Regions from separate parts of the Hordeum vulgare genome. Here region 2 is linked to region 1. A link is a contact called in public Hi-C data. All regions are on one chromosome and are shown on one strand. The core of a region is the stretch at or near the end of the contact, and the rest is flanking DNA. Distances in the headings are between cores, read along the strand shown. Region 1 holds the start of LOC123430511 (peroxygenase-like). Region 2 has its middle 33 kb from the start of LOC123430515.

What was found. Hi-C and Micro-C count contacts between places; a contact is called where the count stands out from the background.
Region 2: a Hi-C map of leaf shows a contact between it and region 1, with 5 times the contacts expected there. The contact joins the enhancer-like site here to the promoter of LOC123430511 in region 1. A contact is called at or near these places in 2 of 6 Hi-C or Micro-C datasets (leaf and seedling).

The regions. Positions count from the first base shown.
Region 1 is chr2H:555,991,794-555,996,642 of MorexV3_pseudomolecules_assembly, forward strand. It overlaps LOC123430511 (peroxygenase-like), which reads right to left and starts at 1,649. Exons shown (of 6, transcript XM_045114378.1): 1 at 1,224-1,649; 2 at 988-1,143; 3 at 769-854; 4 at 566-660. The coding sequence starts at 1,515.
Region 2 is chr2H:556,306,905-556,312,501 of MorexV3_pseudomolecules_assembly, forward strand. No RefSeq gene overlaps it. Among protein-coding and RNA genes, the nearest start is that of LOC123430515, 33 kb to the right of the region's middle. Within about 2 kb of position 3,542, at least 2 of the 3 cell types and tissues checked have open chromatin away from gene starts, as enhancers often do. A contact at or near this core is called in leaf, where this site is marked.

The sequences.
Region 1 (4,849 bases), core at 399-2,898:
GCCTCCAAGTAGTTCGGTACGGCGAGGTCCGACGCATGGAGTCGAACACCGCCATCCGCATCCTCCTCTCCAACAGAAACAGGGGCGTTGAGATCGAGGAGGTGAAACGCACGGCCCGTCCGAAAGTCTTGCAGACGGCGCTGGTACGACGGGGTCCGGCGCATGGAGTCGAACGCCACCCCGGGCAGAGAGACTACCTCGGCCTCCCCATCCTCCTCGTCCTCCTCCTCAAATGGAACAGGGACTTTGAGAGGGGGAAGGACCGACAGAATAGCGACCGGATGGAATCTGTTTTGACCGAGTCAGCGCGCCGACGGAGCTAGCGACGGCGTTAATGACGGATCCATGCGCCACGTCATCGAAAATGGAACCCACATGTCATAATCATGCTTAAAACTGTATTTTTTGCAAAATAGTAGATGATTTTTATGTGTTTTCTGCAATGAATGCGTAAAAGGGTGTTCTCCGCAGAAGTTCGCTTCAATGTGATGGTTTTTTGCAATTAACTCCCACCCCGCCGTGAGTACAAGATTAACAGTGGTCATAAGTATATAGTATAACATACCGGCCCTCTTTGTCATAGGTCCCCGAATCACTTCCGTGCTTGCTCTTGTGGATGTTGTGGACGTAAATCGGGAAGAGGGGGTTCGGCAGCCACCCCTGCACAGCCACAAACCGCAGTCAAATCAATACATACAAAGATTGAATGAAGCACGGTGTGATTTCTGAAGTTAATTCCTCTCTAGGTCTCGGACGTAGTTCACTCACGGGCAGGGTGGGATAGCTCATGACCAGGTTCACCAGAAACGCGATGAAGGCAGACATGAACACGTTGAACCCAACCGCACGGCATCCTACGCACATCATCAACCGTTAAATCATATACACCTGGTGTATATATCTGCGCTAGCCGAACCTGAAATCACAAATCAAGACGAAGAGCGGTGCGACTGTATATATATACACATAAAGTAACAAGCGTGGTACCATCGTAAGTTTCCCAGGGATAGATGATGCCGTTGTTGTCGCGGTCGAAGAAGGCGACGTGCTGCTGCAGCACGCTCATGTTGTGGTGCTGGTGGTCATCCGTCGTCGTCCCCTCCGGGTGGTACATGTCCGGCGCCGCCAGAGCCCTCGCCAAATCTGCTCAGCACAATTATTCAGATCATAATATGCCAGTGAAGAACTGAAATGGCAGATCTATGTATGCGTCGCTTAATTACAGGGCTTGGGGACGTGCTCCTCGAGGTCGCCGCGGACGGGGCGCTCAACGGTGACCGGCGCCTGCAGCGCGACCATCTTCAGAGAGTCCTTCCCGTCGACGCCCCGGGAGTCCCCGACCCTGCCGCCCGCGTCGCCATGCCCGTCCGCCCTGTTCGGGCCGCCGGCGGTGTCGTGGTCGCCCTTCCCGTCGGCCCTCATCGCCTCACGGAGGACGTGGACGTCCGCGGCGTCGCCCTTCCCCTCCGCCCTGCTCGCGTCACGGACCTCGACTTTGCGCGCCTTGGTGGCCATCTCCGCCGCTCTGCTACTTGCGGCGCACCAGAACCGGGCGGCGACCGATGAACCGTGGGTGGAATCGTGGAGAAAGCTCCTAGACTGTGGACTGGAGAGCTGCTTCTGCTTCCGAGGTTACAGTGTGGGAGGCGGCGCCGAGGCCGCGCGGCCATATAAAGCGGCACGGAGCAGCGGGACGTGGCGGCGGCGGCACGACGTGGGCGCGTGCATGGTGGTGCGGCCCTGCTCGGCCGTAACGTGTCGCTGGGCGCGCCTACAACGCACCGAGGAATCGTCGTGTCCGGAGGTTTCTCAAGGCATCTCGAGGGCTTGAGTTCCTCGTCGAGCCGGGACGGCTTTGTCTCGCCTCTGGCGAAAAGGTACGTACCGTCGCATCTGGTGCTTTTTAAATACATGTGCAAGGCCCAAAAGCACGCACATCAGCCGGTGTTTATATTTTAATCTACACTAAAAAAACATGTTCGTGCGTTGCAATCGAAGACAAATATTTTATGCGCCATAACCATATATGTGTCATTTTTATTGAGGATTGACTCAATACCTCACATATGAGCATCATCTATTTTAACATGGTGGCTCATCATGTTACCACTTAACTTTCTCTCCTACCTTCTTTTATGGTGATCGCCTTGTTCACGTGATCACAATACATTCAACGTACTAAATTTCAAGGCTATTATCTTACCACTGTACGCCACACTTGTCATTATGTCGCGTAAGAGATTATTTAAAACTTTAAAAACAAATCTCATCGACCACGAACTACTCCCACATCTATACATATAAAGAATTTCGAAAATCTAATAAAATCCTAGACATAAAAGACTTTGAATTAGTGAACAGTTTTTAAATCGTCATTTATTTTAAATTTTGGATTTTCTCAAAAAAATGACAAACATGAGCATGATCATTTCCCGACTATTTTTTCAAATCATGATTATTTTACAAATAAACTATTATTGTTTAAATCCAAGAAACTTTTATGATTTACTAAAAAAATGAATTCACATACATTTTTTATAATTTCTCAAATAATATTTTAGAACTCACACTTTTGAAATTTGAAAATCCCGAATTAATTTAAAGAAGGAAGATAACATAATGAGATTGAAGAAAAGCACGCCTTAGCCACTATGATGGTCGTGCGTATCTGTTAAAGAGGCATCAGTATAATCCCTTTATAATAGCAAAGTACGTGGCGACTTTGGATTTCTTTTTTGACACGTTTTCTTTACTTAAGGGTGGCATAGTGGATAATTTTTGTTAACCTTAAGGGTAGTATTAATGACGTATGGACAGAAGCAATAGTTCCTTTATTAGCAGGTATACATATAGATACTTCTTTCCGAATGATGAGTGCCACGTGTCACGAATCAATTTCAATTCGACGTTCTCACAATTAAAATTGTCAAAAATAAACCAAAACTAAAACTTATCATTCAAACAAAAGTTGTCATTCTCGGGTCACTGCCAATCTCGAGTCACTGGATTTGCCATAGAAAGGCATTCAAAATTACCATGTGTTTGTGTCACATGTGTGACATTTATTGATCTCCTACTTATTTTTTTTAAAAAATACGTACAAATATTTCACAATATATTTTCCTAAATGTTTACAAACGTTCATCCTTCATTCAAAAATGTTAATGTGGTGTTAAGAATATCCGAATAACTTTATAACTTTTTAGAGTACCCTATTTTTCAAAACATTAGAAATATACACATGTTTAAAAAGTTGTGACATTTAAAAAACATGTTTTAAAATATAAAAATATATTTGCGTGATTGAAAAAAATGTTGCCCTTTCAAATCCATTCACACACATTAAAAATATGTTCATCACATTCCGGAAAATATGTTTATACAATCTAAATTATTTCTTTTAGTGCAATTTTTTTTTTGTAACATTCAGCATAATATTTATGAATTTTACATAAGTACACGTGTCCAATAATATGTTTGTGATATTAAAAATGTTTATACAATGTAAAACATGTTGACCTACTTTTGAAAACAAATCATAGCATTCAAAAAAAAGTTTGATGCATGGCAGCTATATTATTGTGCTGGCCCACTAAGCTTGTGTCAAAAGCGAGACCGAAGGATCTATCGGTGATATAACTCCAGCGGTCGTCAAAAGTCAAGAAAAATATGAAATTCTTGTGTGACATTTCCTATTTGGTGCCATAGGCGCTAGTTAACGTGCATTTTTATTAACTCGCGTGTGTGGCGTTCGAACTGGACTGGCCCATCTAGGCGCTTGTGGCGTTTTTTTTAATTCTATGAACTTATTTGAATATTGATATTTTTTCTAAAATTTCAGAGAATACTTTCTAGGATTGATGAACATTTTTTCATATCGATCAACTTTTTTTGAATTTGATGAACATCTGTTTGAAAATGGATGAACTTTTTTAACATTTATGAAATTTGTTTCTCAGTTTAATGAGCTTTTTTCAAAATACATGAACTTTGTTGAATTTTATGAAATTTTTAAAATTTATTGAACTTTTAAAGAAATAAATGAAATTTTATAAATTGGATTTTGTTTCACTTTCAATGAACTTTTTCTCAAATTAATGAAGTTTCTTCAAAATTGATCAACGTGTTTTAAAGTTATGAAAAAAATTTCAAATGTATAAACCGTGTTTCTTTCAATGTATAAACCTTTTTTGATTTTAGATTTGTTTACGTAAAAAAAAACTTGACATCATTATAGTGGGCTGGCTCATGATAGTAGCGCCGCAGGGGCCTGATCGTTAACGGGCGCCTGGAGCGGTGCATAGGAGCTCCCTTCTTGTGTCGTGAACATTTTTACAAAGACTCAAAAGTATTACTGTTTAACTACATGCCTTTGATCATTCGTGAACATTTTTACAAATCTGGGATTTTTTTAAAATCTAGAACACTTGTTTACAATTTACTAATACTTTCTAAAAATTGTGAACATTTTTTTATATTGTGAATGGCTTTTAAGTATTTTCTTTTGCATTAGTAAACAATTCGAGAATAGACGAACATATTTTTCAAAGTTGGTCGATTTTTTTTTAAAATTCACAAATATTTTTTTAATCAGCAAAATTTTCTGAATCAAGAAACTCTTTTGTAATTCACGAGCTGTTTTTAAAATTTGAGGACATTTTTTGAAATGCATGACCATTTTTTGAATTACACAACATTTTGTTCAATTGCATTACAAAAAAAACGTGGAGTTTTTTTCAAAATCATGGAATCTTTTGTGTTCACTAACATTGATTTCATAATTTCGAACATTTTTCTGAATATACGGACATTTTTACCAAAATGTCAAGTATTATTTTATACACAATCA
Region 2 (5,597 bases), core at 2,292-4,791, 320 kb after region 1:
CAAGCCGATGTAGTTGCCATATAGTGATGATGTCGTACCTCGCCCGTAGGAATGGACGACCTTGCAAGTCTCCAGGCAAACATCTTCAGTTTCGGTGGCAATAGCACACCCCAGAGCCTCTTCCAACCTGCTTGCTCTTTTTCTCTATTAGAGGTTTGTGGCGCCTTATCTATCCATGCTTCACGATTTCGCTTTTTTTTCATAATCATTCTATAGGCAGACCGGATTGAAAACTGTCTAGGTTTCTCAAAGTGCCAAGCCCAGAAATCTGGCTGCTGCATATGGCTGATCGGAATGCATTGTATAGCTTCAACATCCATGGGAATGAAGTTTGCACATAATCTATCAAGGTCCCAGCTGCGAGTGGCCTCCACCATCAACTCCGACACAAACTCAGGTGGATTCCCTGCTTGCATACACACAGGCCGCAACAAATGATCACGAGGGATCCAGTTATCTTCCATAATGCGTGTGGACGCTCCGTAGCCACATTTTCCAGCGTGACTCACTGTCGTCGTCCCTTTGTAGCATAAAGTGTATGGTTCGACTCCATTGAACGTCTTTGGATGGATCCGCATTTCTTTTTCGTGAAATTTTACATCGAACATCTCTGAATGGGTCGGCCCATTTATGCTCCGTTCAACCAAAGCTCAACTATTGAACACACATGCATCCAACAGGAGGGGACCTTCTATGCGTCGCTCGTTGCGGCAAACTGTTCATCGGACGCACAAGGGGGTCGTCTGACTGGGCTTGCCCAGTTTTTTTGGTCTTAAGAAAATCTCATATTTTCTATTTTCCTTTTTTTGTTCCTTTTTCTTTCTTTTTAGTTCCTTTCTTTTTTCCTTTTTTGGTTCGTTTTTCTTTCCTTTTTCCTTTTTTCGTATTTGAAGCAAAACATTTTTCTAATTTCAAGGTCATTTTTCGAATTTACGAACAATGTTTGAAAAATGTCATCTTCTTGAATTTTGAAACATTTTTTAAAACAAAGAAGATTTTTCGAAATTTTAAAACAATTTAGAAACACAAACTTGTTTTCAAAATTAAACAAAATTTGGAAAATACCGAACATTTATTGAAAATCCTGAACAATTTTGAAGTTATTAATAATTTTGAAAAACGGCAACTATTTCAAATTTAGAAGATATTCTTAAAAATCATAGACGTTTTTTGAATTTGAAGATTTTTTAAATCAAGAACATTTTTTGAATTTATGAACAAAGTTTGGAAAACGACAATTGTTTTGAAGTTTGGAATATTTTCAAAAGTAAGAATATTTTTAAAGCTTTAAGAATAATTTTCAAACATGAACTTAGTTTACAAATTGAACAAAAGTTTTTTATTTCAAAAAATTTCAGAAAATAACAAACATTTTCTGAAAATACTGAACATGTTCTTGAAAAACCGAACATTTTTATCGCAGTTATAAATGTTTTTTAAAAACGGTAACTATTTGAAATTGAGGATTTTTTGAAAAAAGAAAAAATATTTTTTGAATTTGAAGAACATTTTTTGCAATCCAGACTTTTTTTTTGAAAACCGAGAACATTTTTTGAAATAGAAACAGAAAAAAAGAAACAGAAAAGGAAAAGAGAAAAGAAAAAAGAAAAAAAGAAAATCTGGTTGAGGGAATTTTCTAGAAGTTTTCAAAAACCAGAAAAAACTGGCTGGAAACCTATAGAAGGTTTCCCAAACCAGCAAAACCGTCTGAAAATGTTCTGCTTGAGTGGGTTGGCCCAATCTCTTCCTAATAATAAAGCAAATACGGTTTCTATTCGTCCGTGGTGGAAATTACCCCTAAAGTTTGCATAAATTACCCACCATGTCACCGGTAAGTAATAGAAAACGTTTCACAAAGCGAAAAATCTTAGACTCGGCCGGCCCACATAAAAATATCCTATATTACGCTCTGCATGCTGGGAGAATATCCAGCACACCGTATGGGCCGGCCCATGCACAGGCGCCTGCTTTTAGTTCCGTTTATTTACTTATTTTCAGTTCCGTTTTATTTTTTTTATTTTCAATAATTTAGAACTTCAAATAATATTTAAATTTTTAATAAACTGAAAATTATAAATCAACATATTTAAAAAATTAAAATGTTTGAGACTTCTAAAACTGCTCGGAGTTTTGTAAAAAATGCTTGCATATACAATAAAATGTTTGCAATTTTCGAAAAATGTTTGTACAATAAGAATAGTCCATGATCTCAAATACAATTCCATGTATTAAAAATTATTAAAGGCATTTAACAAAATGTTTTCAAATTCAAAATATGTTAATGCATTTAAAAAATGTCCTAAAATTTTAAAAATAGCTAATGCCTGTTTTGATAAATTTTTTTATTTAATATTTTCTGTTCAATTTTTGTTTATTTATAATTTAAATAATTTAGAATTACAAAACTTTTGCATATCATAAAATAGGAATTTTAAATTAAAATGCTGACAAATTTTTAGTTTGAATTAAAAATAGGATTCAAAAAAGCGCCGGGTTTTTATATTATTTTTGCAAATTCCAAAAAAATGTCCATGAATTTAATAAATATATTACTGATTTATATTTTTTTTTGTTTATTCAGAAAAACTTCATGCGTTTCAAAAAATGTTTGTGAATTTAAAATAAAATCCTCCAACATCAAAAATTATGTTTATCTTTTCTTGAATTGGTCGCCAATTCAAAAGAAAATATTTAAACCCGTTCAAAATATAAAAATTATGCATGATTTTTAGTAAATGTTTGTAAATTGTAATAAATGTTCTCGATTTTAAAATTGTTACCATATTTATAAATTTGTTTACGAAAGATCTAATGTGTGTAGTTAAACATTAATGCTTCCAAGTCTTTGTGACAATATACCTGTGTGAATTTTGAAAAATTAACTATTGAATGGATCGGATTATTATTGTATGTTTTCTAAAAAAAATCTTGAAATTCAGAATAAATCTTTGAGTTACCAAGATTTTTGACAACCATGATATATACTCCCTCCGTTCCTAAATATAAGACCTTTTAGAGATTGCACTATAAACTACATACGGATGTACATAGACATATTTTAGAGTATAGATTCACTCATTTTGCTCCGTATATAGTCTTGTAATGGAATCCCTAAAAGGTCTTATATTTTGGAACGGAGGGAGTATATTTTGAAAATGTAAAGATTGCTTCAACTTGTGAATAAATTTTAAAAAAGAAACATTTTCTTGCATTTGTGCATAAAATTTCTAAATCAAGCGATGATATGTGAACATAATGTGGTCACCATCATTGGAGATTATAAATTTTTTTCTTCCGTGACGACGCACGGGCCATTTTGCAAGTTAGAATTATCGGATGACACCCCCCCCCCCCCCCAATGGGCAGAGCCTCTACCACTTCCACAAAATGCGGAGAATAGGAGATTCCCAACAGGATCTCTCCTGCTTCATGGCAGGGAAACAAACACAGCAAATTGGCTAAGTGGGCCGCCCTTACCCGCTCCAAGCGTATGAGTATCGAAGTTAAATGTCGAGCCATGGCCCATAAACATTGAAGAATGCTGACAAAACTGGGCCTCAAGTACAAACAATCTATGGCTGCATCCAATCGCATTGTATTTCGCTACAAATCAAACACCAACTATTTAGCATGCAAAATCAAACATTTTTGTAAAAGTTTTAGTTGTCGTCAGGGTCTAGTTTTCTAGCAGTATCTTTGCTGTGTTCAGTCGACTGAAACTTCGTGATATCTATATCTCTTTGATCTTGCATAAAGATTCGTATAATTTCTTTTAACGTTTCTTTTTTTTCATCTTATATACTACTTCCTTTGTTTCAAATTATAAGTCTTTTTAGATATTTCTTTAATGATTTTACATACATATGTATAGGCATAGTTCATAGTTTTTCATTTATTTATTTTATTTTTATGTAATTTATATTAAAATCTCTATAAGACTTTATTCGACCGAGACCTAACCATACCCTTGTAATCTCTATTATTAAAGGAGGATCTGTCGTCCGTTGTGATGGTTCGACCACGACAGATCCCCGTCGCTAGCACTGCCACCGCTAGCAGTTCCATCGATTTTTTCCATCCCTCCATAACCAATCCAGTTTCCATCCCTCCATAAACCAATCCGGTTCAGAGGAGAAAAACACCCTCTACCTCCCCACCTCGATGGTTCGACCTCACCTCGATCTATGTACGCACATCCCCTCTCTCTCTCTCGTGGTTTTCTCCCGTACCGATATGCCTCCCACTTAGGCCTTGTTTGGTACTAGTGTTTTTGAGAAGATTGGTGGGGATAATCCCCCAAGGGATTGGGTGAAACCCCAACCTTCACCCAATTCCTTCAAATCCCCATTTATCCCCAATACACTAGGTAGGGGTAGTGTATTGGGTATTGAGAAAAATGCACTATAATTTGGGGATTTGAGAGGAAATGTGGGGATGAAACAAGTCAAATACACTAGAACCAAATGGTGTTCTGGGAAATGTGGGGATTGAGGGGTTTGATCGGGATAATCCCCATAAATCCCCTAAAATACACTAGTACCAAACAAGGCCTTACGGTTTTTTCACATTCCTGTACGCCCTTCTTCTGCGCACGATCGAGAAGCCCACGAACGTCAGTTTCTCCCACTTCCCTCATCTTCCTAGCACCAACCGGTGTCGAGGTCTAAGCCGCCTATCTTCTCTCCTACTTCCTCTCTCCTCCTCGTGCCTTCACAACGATCAATTCTTCCACTTTTGTGGAGGAAATCCCCGATCTTCTCTCCCACTTCGGCACGACCGCGTGAAAGCCCCGGACACGGGAAACCAGCACCTCCTCCTCGGTACCACCACCGCCCGTTTGCTGATGGCAACAAAGCACCTGCTCGGCTGCTCCACATGAACCTGCGAGGAAGGTTTATGCTGCAGCTGGGTATGGGAGCTACGCGACCTTCGGCGGTGTTCCGCCAACAATGAGCCAATGCGCCGACCAGGAAGGAAGGCGACGGTTCCGGCAGGTGGCGACTTTCATCTCCACGAGTGCATCCTCTAGGGTTGTGCGGTGATGGGCTGACGGCCCGATCTATTCCGACCAGGTTGATTTGGTTCAGTTTTTGTTCTGACTTGGTTAACTTGCATGGATGGAAGGATGATTTACTACCTTCCTCTATTCGGCTACAACTCTTCTCTCCGCCAGGTGCGTATCATATTTGTTTTTGTTCGGCTACAGGAAGGGAATGAGAGGAATGGTGAGAACAATTGTTTATCGTTGCTTCTTGATCTGGCAGGGAGAGAAAGAAAGATAGGGAGAGAGAGGACGGGTAGTTGCGAAAGTGTCCATCTAATCCTGATTTTTGTCAGATATAGATGGGAGAGACAAAGGCAATACAAAATATTTGAGACACTATTCAATTAGCACGGGATTCCACCAAAACATTTTCTCCACTCCTAATTCTACTGACCTTTCCTGAATAGTGTGAACATCACTCGAGCTTCTTGTCCTAGAATTTATACCACCATATGTGTTCTATTCACGGTGGAAAAGCCCAGCTATGAGTCAGAGACAACAAAGGATGGCGCACTGTGGAAGTTAGGCGACAACATCTGATGATAGAACTAGG